3 separate regions of the Sus scrofa genome follow, and all the other regions are linked to region 1. Evidence: chromatin contacts called from public Hi-C data. All regions are on one chromosome and are shown on one strand. The core of a region is the stretch at or near the end of the contact, and the rest is flanking DNA. Distances in the headings are between cores, read along the strand shown.

Evidence for each region. Hi-C and Micro-C count contacts between places; a contact is called where the count stands out from the background.
Region 2: a contact with region 1 is called in a Hi-C map of liver, with 5 times the contacts expected there. The contact joins the promoter of COPS4 here to the promoter of THAP9 in region 1. A contact is called at or near these places in 2 of 5 promoter capture datasets (fetal liver and liver), 21 of 47 Hi-C or Micro-C datasets (blood, brain, embryonic fibroblasts and 10 more) and 2 of 2 datasets of contacts at active chromatin or transcription factors (alveolar macrophages and skeletal muscle).
Region 3: a contact with region 1 is called in a Hi-C map of skeletal muscle, with 7 times the contacts expected there. The contact joins the promoter of LIN54 here to the promoter of THAP9 in region 1. A contact is called at or near these places in 3 of 5 promoter capture datasets (fetal liver, fetal skeletal muscle and liver), 14 of 47 Hi-C or Micro-C datasets (alveolar macrophages, blood, differentiating spermatogonia and 7 more) and 2 of 2 datasets of contacts at active chromatin or transcription factors (alveolar macrophages and skeletal muscle).

What each region holds. Positions count from the first base shown.
Region 1 is chr8:135,419,298-135,422,342 of Sscrofa11.1, reverse strand. It overlaps THAP9 (DNA transposase THAP9), which reads left to right and starts at 1,610. Exons shown (of 5, transcript XR_002346893.1): 1 at 1,610-1,800. LOC100737511 (a long non-coding RNA gene) reads right to left here and starts at 1,502. Exons shown (of 5, transcript XR_002346894.1): 1 at 1,301-1,502; 2 at 1-1,163.
Region 2 is chr8:135,312,771-135,315,815 of Sscrofa11.1, reverse strand. COPS4 (COP9 signalosome subunit 4) reads left to right here and starts at 1,472. Exons shown (of 10, transcript NM_001105304.1): 1 at 1,472-1,597. The coding sequence starts at 1,524.
Region 3 is chr8:135,329,320-135,332,364 of Sscrofa11.1, reverse strand. LIN54 (protein lin-54 homolog) reads right to left here and starts at 1,497. Exons shown (of 13, transcript XM_021101867.1): 1 at 1,288-1,497.

The sequences.
Region 1 (3,045 bases), core at 361-2,860:
ACTGTATGGAGTATGTGTTACAGCTTTACCTACACCCCTCCCCCAAAGAAGGCAACCAATTTTTAACTGAAAACTTATTTATATTTCCATTTAGCCTCATTCAGGCCTTATTTCGTTGAGTGATAGAGAAGTTTCTAGAGTTCCCTTTGTGGCTCAGTGGGTTAAGAACCCAAAGAGTATCCAAGAGGATGAGGGTTGGTCCCTGGCCTGGCTCAGTAGGTTAAGGATATGGTACTGCTGCAAGCTGCAGTGTACAATGCAGATGTGACTCAGATCTAGGTTGCTGTGGCTGGGGGGTAGGCCAGCAGCTACAACTCTCATTCAACCCCTGGCCTAACTTCCATATGCTGCAGGTTTGGCCCTAAATAAAAGTTTCTAACAGTCTAAACAACTGACGGTGTTTTAAATCCAGGTCCTACCCTTAGCACAGCCCGCAGCTAAGTAAACCCCATGGACCAATTTCCCCCAAATTCATGGACTATCTTAGGCTTTGTAACTTTTAACGAAAATACATGAGCAAAAATTACGTTAACTGCGTTCAAGTAAGATATAAGCGTATGATAAAGGAAAGCAATTGTAAGTAATACCTTGAGATGAATCTTTCTGGCTAGACTCTGGATAAAGCAAACAAAAAAGGGAAAAAGAACAATCTTGCTTGGAAGTGCTAGACTCATTCTTGCCAGCTAGAGACAGAAATGAACAAATTACAAACATTTCTGTTCTCTATGATGGGCCTGCAACGTTAGGCAGGAACGATACCACTTAATATGCTAAGGACCTCTTTAAAGATGCAAAAGAGAAACTAGGCCCTACTTGGCCCCACTTTTCTTCTATGAGACCTGAAACCTCATACCGTATACACGAAGAGCTTAACAAAGACGTCCTTCTATGCATGATCGTCTCACTCCTGAAAGCCATCCACATCCCAACCAAAACCATTTCATTGCCCCTGTCGGTAAGGCTACTGACGGGTCCCCACTAGACAGTGCGTTTCCCCGAGAGCCCCCTTCTTACCTCCTTAATTCCCCCACTGGGGCACAAGCTTTTGCAGAAAAGGGTTCGTTGAATTAAAAGTCGACTTATCTTCATGTGAGATTCTCATCCAAGCTCCTCCGAGGACACACACCTACGGTCAACCACACCATTGTCTCCGCATCAAGGAACTACAAAATAAAATGCAAAGAAATGCCATGCCTCTCAGCAAATAATTCACTTGGGGTCCAATTTTGTCTTCTACATTGCTAGGGCGCCGCGTTTATCCCCCTCCATCACACCCTCCAGCCACTTTCAGAGCTCGCACCCGGAGACACACTGGTACGCCTATGGATTCGCTTCAACTTTGGTGCTGCCTCTCCCCTTCGCATGCTCCCTCTGGGCCTCACAAGAAGCGCGATGGCAATGGATTTAGTCAGCGCGGATGAAAAGGAACCCATGGCGGTTGCTTCCACTAACCACCCTCGACCAGCGAGGGAGGGGCGGCCCAATGGCGTCGTAATCGTTCTGGTCTTTCTGATTGGCTGCTGGGGCAAAACGTGGCCTGTGATTGGCCACGGCGGCAGGCGCAGCGCCCCCCGAAAAGAAGGGTGGGAGTCTTGCGCCTTAAGATCCCGCCTTTCCAATAAATAAAGGTCGTAGGCGCCCAGTCAGCGGGCGGAGCTAACTTTGTAGCGTTTCATGCCGTCGAAGGAGCACCGACCGTGGAGCGCCACCTAACAAGAAGATGACCCGAAGTTGCTCGGCAGTGGGCTGCAGCACCCGGGACACCGTGCTGAGCCGCGAGCGGGGCCTCTCCTTCCACCAGTGCGTGAGAGCGGCCGCCGCGCTAACTCCCAGCACGGCCGGCTGGCTGCAGGCCGGGGGCGGGGCCGGGCGGGGCGTCCCCCGCGACGTGGCGCGACGTGCGTAGCGTGGGACTGGGCGGAGGGACTGGGCAACCTTGAGAGCGAAGGCCGTTCTTCACCTTGGTGCTCGGTGCCTTTGGCGGCTTTGCATTCTCACGGCTTACCGCTGCCCGACAGCGTTTAGCACGAGTTAAAGGAGTCTTGCTTCCTGTCGGCGTCTTACTGCAGGGGAAGGGAATGCAGTTTAGAAGTGCCGTTGAAGGCGTGAGCTTTCATCGATTAGAGTGTGGGGCTCGCCCGGGCGATGTGTGCAGATCAGTTTTGTTAGTGAACTGAACTCGAGTTCGCTCCCCCACCGCGCTGCAAAGCCAGTTTACTGACCAGGTTGTGGTTCGGCGTTAGTTGCACAGTGCCAAGCAAGGAGAACCGGGGTCCATGCTCAAAAGACCTAAATTCCTCGATGGGCTTGTAGAGTTTTGAAAAGCAGTCTTGGGGTAAAGGCTGCGGAGTGCATGAATTTATTCGGATTGAGTGGGAGTGAGGTAACAGGGTGGTGTTTGGAGAATGTCAATCATCAGGCTTCTGGTTCCAATAAATTGGGTCCAAGTGCTTGTGGTCAGCGACTAGTCACTATCTTCCAGCTGGGCAGGGGTTAGTTTTTGCAGAACAACTTAAAGATAGCCATCAGGCTATTACGTACAGCCCTTGAGGAGGATCTTGGACTCTGTCTTATCATGGAACTATCGTTCGTGCTCTCTGGCTTAACTGCCCCCCCCCCCCCGCATTCCCTCACTTCCTTAGTTAGAATTTGCCTGTGTCTGCTTTTTGGAGATCAGGGAAGGCCTAGGAGACTAAAGGGTTTTTTTAAAATTTAATTTGATTTTTTACTTTTCTTTAGAACAAGATAGTAGTGGGAGGGGGCTGGGGGAGGTCGTTGTGAAGCAAGACGGCCTATGGAGGGGCTTTTGTGCCCGGCGGGGCCCGCAGGGGACTCTTGATTTCGGATTTTCACTGCCTATCATTGGTAGTTGTTCAGTATCCTTAGGCTGCACTCTGCAAGCCTAGTCGCACTCAGGATGTATCTTATCATGGCAAGGATGTTTCCTTTGGCTCAAAAGTGGGTGTTGTTTTCAGGCCCGTCTAATCTGAACCCGCATCTGTCGTCCAGTCTGGTATAGGCCATTGAAATCAGAAGTAGAAAAGT
Region 2 (3,045 bases), core at 223-2,722, 110 kb after region 1:
ACTAGTTTGGTTCACTACCTCTGAGCCATGACAGGAACTCCGTGATTTGCCTAAGTTCTTAACAATGGAGTGGGTTCTGAATGGATGTGGGTAATCTCATTACTTTCTCAAAGGATTTCTTTGTTCTGGTCTTTTGTGTGTGTGTTTTTGCCTCTTCTAGGACCGCAGGTGGGCATATGGAGGTTCCCAGGCTAGGAGTCAAGCCACAGCAACATGGAATCTGAGCCGAATCTGCAACCTACATCACAGCTCATGGCGACGCCAGATTCCTAACCCACTGAGCGAGGCCAAGGATCGAACCCACAACCTCATGGTTCCTAGTTGGATTCGTTAGCCACTGAGCCATGACGGGAACTCCTATTCTGGTCTTCTTTTCTTTCCCCTTCCCCAAAGAGGGAATATGCTAGTTTTCACATATAGAGTGCAGAAATTCAAAAGTTTAACATCCTGTGTTGGCAAGTCTGAGGAAATTTGCACCCCTATGATATTGCTGCTTGGAAGGCAAAATGGTACCATTCCTATAAAATGCAATTTGGCAACATCTATCACAACTGTAAGTACGTCGACCCTTCAGCTCTCTTCTCGGAATGTATTCTACATGTACACGTACAAAATGAGGTACGAACAAGGTTATTCACTGCAGCACTGGCGATTAATTAAAAACAACTCGAGTGTCTAGCTATACAGATTCAATAAACCAGGGTGTCCCTTATGATATGTAATACTCTCCAGCTCTAAAAAAAGAATGAAGCAGGTATGCGGACTTGCATCTTCAAGAATAGTGAAAAAAGCAAGAGCAGAATAATGATATGGTGTATTATCTTTTGTGAAAGCTAGAAAGGATAGACAAAAATTTACATTTATTTGCTTGTATTTGCAGACAGAAATTGTATAAAGATACAGGGATAATAAATACAATTACATATCAAGGTAGGGTGATCATATAATTTGTTATCCAAATGGAACAGTTTACAGAGTAAATAATTACTCCTGTCCTGGACAAACTGGGATGTATGCTCAACCTATATAAAGTGTGAAGAGTGGAAACAGGGATGGGCGCACATTTTACTGTACTTGACAAAAGTACTGGTCTGTGGTGAACTGTACACAAAAACCAACTCGTTCTTTATTATGAGTAGTTCAGGTGCCGCCTTGAAGAACAAGGAACGGTAAAGCAAGACGAGAGCCACGGAACTTGAAGATGGAGTGGTTTTGCGTATCGGACACTTACAGGAGGTGCACAGGCGACTCCGCCCCTTGGGGTTCACCCGCCAATCCCAAGTGGGAGCGTGCGAGCCGGAGTCGGCGGGAGACGCCTGGGCGGGCTTAGGATCTGAGCAGTGGAGCTTCGCGTCACTCAACGCTGGGGGCGGGCCTAACGCAGGCTCCCGACCTCGGCGCTCTGGCCCACACAGGCGCTACTCTGTGGCCTCTCGGGTTCCCTCTGGCCGGACTCTGGAGGACTAGACTCGTTTCCCTTTGGCCGCGAGAGGCCCCGCAGCCTCCGCTGAGCTCGGAGGAAGATGGCGGCAGCCGTGCGGCAGGATTTGGCCCAGCTCATGAATTCGAGCGGCTCTCATAAAGATCTGGCGGGCAAGTGAGTATTTCCCAGGGGCCTGGAAGGTGGGGAGGGAAGCCAGAGACTTGTTTTCCTTGGATTTATGGCGGCTTTCAGCTGTGAAGCTGGGAGTGGGCCCGATGACCAAGGGGGCGGGCCTGAGGCCGGTTGTGGAGGCAGCTGCCGGGAGCCGCGGAAAACGGGAGAGGACCTTGTGCAGGGAGCCCGGGGGGTTGTCGATCTGGGGCGACTCTTCGCGTACTCAGTCCCAAGGGCATCCCTTCTGGTCCCAAGATTCTAGAAGCGCGGGCTGTGGGACCTTCCTCCCGTGGCCTTCACGCCTCGCCTGGTGCCCCTTCCCCTCGCTGGCCGGCCTCGCACCCCGCATTCTGGCCTCTCTCTGCCCCGGCTCTCCCCTTTTTTCTTTTTGAGTGAGGGAAGTTGATAGTCTGGGTCCTTGGTGCAGAGCCTTCCGGGGAGATGTCTTCTTGCGGCTGACGGGGGCTGTGGAGTTATGGCCGCTCTCACGCCGTCCAGAACCACTAAACCATCTTGTGTGGGTTCTTGTGTTGTGGGTTCTCTCGCTCCGCCAGCAACTCTGAAGAAGGGCACGGAGGTGGAATGTCACCACGACGTGCGTCAGGATGTCTAGAGTGGTGGTGTTTCCAGGATTCAAGATTGTTTAGGAAGTTCGTCGGAATTTATGCGGAGGGCTTAGGTCCACTGCAAGTTAAAATGTGTGATGTGTGCCTGCCCTGCAAGCCGTTATTCAACAGTGTTAATTATGGATGGATGGATGGATGGATGGATGGATAAAGTTGTCTTGTTTTCTCTTTGTAGGTTTCGCGGCGCTGTTCTTTTGTAATGAACATGCATTCTGCTTAAAGCGTGTTTCTCAAGCTGACAGCTGAGATCGCTTTGATCCGTATTCATAGGATGCACCTGCTCTAACCTGGCTATTGAAGCCTTGACTTTGTTTTACGTAGGTTGTAATGCTTTTGCCTGGTGGTAAATGTAATCTACTTTTATGAGTGGGAAATTTAGCTCTGCGCCTTGGGATTAACTACTTTCTGCCGCAGTTTCCGTCTCAGGAAAATGGGCTGCTTCTGTCTGAGGACAAAATGAGTATATGTGTGTGTGTGCACTTATGTCACTCGTAAATCGCGTAGACCAGGACCTGAGGTTTCGAGCCACAGGATTGCCATCGCTACTGTTGTTATTATCATTATTAAGCAGTTCTTAAATATATATGGACTTATTTCCTGGGTTGGAAATAAGTTGAATATGTCTCATGGCTCAGTCCTTTCTGCATGTAATTTTAATAGAGTCATTTTTGTTTTTTCACATTTTTAAAAAGTTTTATTGAAGTGTAGTTGATTTACAAGATTGCAGTCATCTCTGCTGTGCATCTGGATAGATTTGGATGCAAGTAAAACTAGCTTATGTTTGTTTCCGTGCCTGCTTTCCTTTTTGTTTTGTTGAAGAAA
Region 3 (3,045 bases), core at 248-2,747, 90 kb after region 1:
CATGAGTGAACAGTTTCTAAAATAGAGAAAACATACCTCTAAGCGGAAATGCTTTGCCAAACGCTTTTAAGGATCTAAGTCACCGAATAATTGAAAAAAAAAAAAATCTGCCGCTGACATTCATTTGATACAGTGAAAATAAGCAGCTTGCTTTAGAATAAGACCCCGGAGTTACCTACCCAGCCCCATCAGCTCCACCATTGTGCAGTTTAATGAATAACGAAAAGAAAATACAGATTATTTTAATTATCAAAGACATAACAAGAAAACCTAAGCTGCAAGCTTCTGACGGGATCAGAATTAAAAAAAAAAAAAACACGTAAATTAGCTGCCTTTATTGATTTCAGGTTTGATAACCACCCATCCAAAAGCTGGATTCTATACCTACCATTCGACTACAGCATAAGACCTGTCTGAAATGAGCAAACGGAATGTACAGATTTCGAACAGAGCCACTCGACTGTCTTTCTTCAAAGTTAGTTTAAGAAGAGAGAGTAAGAAACTGAAAAAGCCATTTCACTTCCTTACCTTGCTTGAATGACAATTCCACATAAAAGACGGCAGCTTCAGGCTTAAACAAGTGCTATCTATCAATCGGCCCAGTCGTCGTTTCTCTATGCAGCCTGCTAGACGCCAGGAGTATCGAGCCTGCCCAGCTTCTTCATCTTTAAACTTTATTTCCCCTCCGCCAGCCCCATCCATCCGCACTCTGCTTGGTGTTTACCGTTGCTTGGCCAGGCTAAGCCCTGGCCCGCTCCCTTCCCCGTGCACCTCGGGAACATTATGACATTTGGCTGGTGGGCTTCGCGAGGAAAACGGACACACACGAAGACACCATACAAAGGGGCGTAGGAAGAACCGGGCGGCGGGCAGTAGGGAAAGGAAGGGCTGCTACGAAATGACACAGCAGCAAAACCGGTTCCCAGAAACCCGGGGCCGACACGGCGGCTCCTCGGGCCGCGCCGTGTGCGTGTCAACAGCCACGGGAGCCCTCCCTCCAGACCGCCCAGAAGGACAGGCTGCCGGCGGAGCGGCGGCCCAGCCGGGTGACAGCCGCCCTCCCGAGGGCCGGCGGGAAGGGCCCGAGCCGGGAGGCTCCTCCCGCCCCCTGCGGCCCGGGGATGGGGCGCGGCGGCCCCCAGACTGCAGGTTCCCGCTCTCCGCCACGACCCACTAGCCGGGCTCCCGGAGAGGGCGGTCCGGCGCCCTCCGCCCGCGCCTCCACCCGCAGCGCCCCCTTTCCCGCCGGCCCGCCCAGAAGCCCCCACCCCGGGGGCTGACACTCACCAAAGCCGGCGGCGCCGCCGCCTCCTCCTCGCGCCGCGCTCCCTGGGCTCCCAGCAGCCGCGGCGGCGGCGGCGCCTCCGAGACACAGACCCGGGTTTGTTCAAAATCACGCGCCCAGCGCCATTCCACCGCCGCATCCCATAATACGCCGGGCCCTCCCCGCCCGCGCGCCCCTCTCCGCCCGCCCCTCCGCTCCGCCCGCCCCGCCTCCCGGCCGGCTTCCTTCGCCCCGCCCCTTCCGCGGCGCCTTGCCCCGCCCCTTGGCAACCCGAGCGAGCGTCATCCCGCAAGGCGCCGGCAGGACGCTCCTGCTCCACGTGACCCGGAGTGGGCGCCCGGTCCAAGCTTTCGCACGGAATGTTCCATCCGGCTGAGACTGGGAGGGGGAAGAGCGGGATCGCGCCTGCAGTTGGGAGGTTGGAAGGGACCGCGCTACCGTCTCGCTTTCCTTGTTAGGAAGTCTCTGCTGTGGGTGCAGTTTCCAGCATCTTGCCGCTGTTTGATGTACTTGGGTGGGGAGTGATCAGTAATCACAGATGCCAAATCTTTTCGTTTTTTAGGCCCTAATGTTGCAGGGGTCGCTGAAAAGCCCGTGGGAGACCATGCAGAGTTAAACTTATTTTCAAAGAGACTTTCGTTTGCAGTGTACAGCCAAGACTAACACAGTCAAAATTCTTTGTATTTGATCACCATTTCCTTTTCTTTTTCCCGCTATTCTTTTTGTAAGGTGAGAAAAGATAACCCAAATTTGGAGTAGGATAAGCAGGCACTGAGAGATTCAGATAATAACTGCTCTGTATGAGACAAAAACTACAGAGGAAACAATAGAGAATGCATAATATAAAATGATGTGGTACAGTCTGTAATTGCTAATGGAGCAGGGAGGACATGCAGGTCAACGTGAGTGACTGTAGCCTGGGAACACAATGGAGGAAGTGAGACTTGCTGTAGCAGAGGCAGCAATCACTTTGTTTTAGTTTTTTTAAAATTGTAGTTGATTTACAATGTCCTGTCAATTTCTGCTGTACAGCGAAGTGACCCAGTTATACATTTATATATATATACACGTTCTTTTTCTCACATTATCCTCCATCATGTTTCATCACAAGTGACTGGATATAGTTCCCAGTGCTATACAGCAGAGTCTCATTGCTTATCCACTCCAAATGCAATAGTTTGCATCTACTAACTCCAGACTCCCAGTTCATCCCACTCCCACCCCTCACCCTTGGCAACCACAAGTCTATTCTCCACATCCTTGAGGTTTTTCTATAGATAGGTTCACTTGTGCTGTATTTTAGATTCCACGTGTAAGTGACATTATATGGTATTTGTCTTTCTGACTTACTTCACTTAGGATGAGTCTCTAGTTGTACCCATGTTGCTGCAAAGGACATTATTTTGTTCTTTTTTATGGCTGAGCAGGAGTCCATTGTGTAAATGTACCACACCTTCTGAATCCATCCATTTGTCTTGTGTATATGTACCACATCCCTTTGGGTTTTTTTGTTTTTTTTTTTTTTTTTTTTTTTTGTCTTTTTAGGGCTGCACCTGCAGCATATGGAGGTTCCCAGGTTAGGGGGTCTAATCGGAGCTGTAGCTGCCGTTCTCACGGCAACACGGGATCCTAACCCACTGAGCAAGACCAGGGATCAAACCCACAACCTCATGGTTCCTAGTCAGATTCGTTTCCGCTGCACCACGACGGGAACTCTGTACCACATCTTCTTAATCCATTCATCTGTCCGTGAACATTTA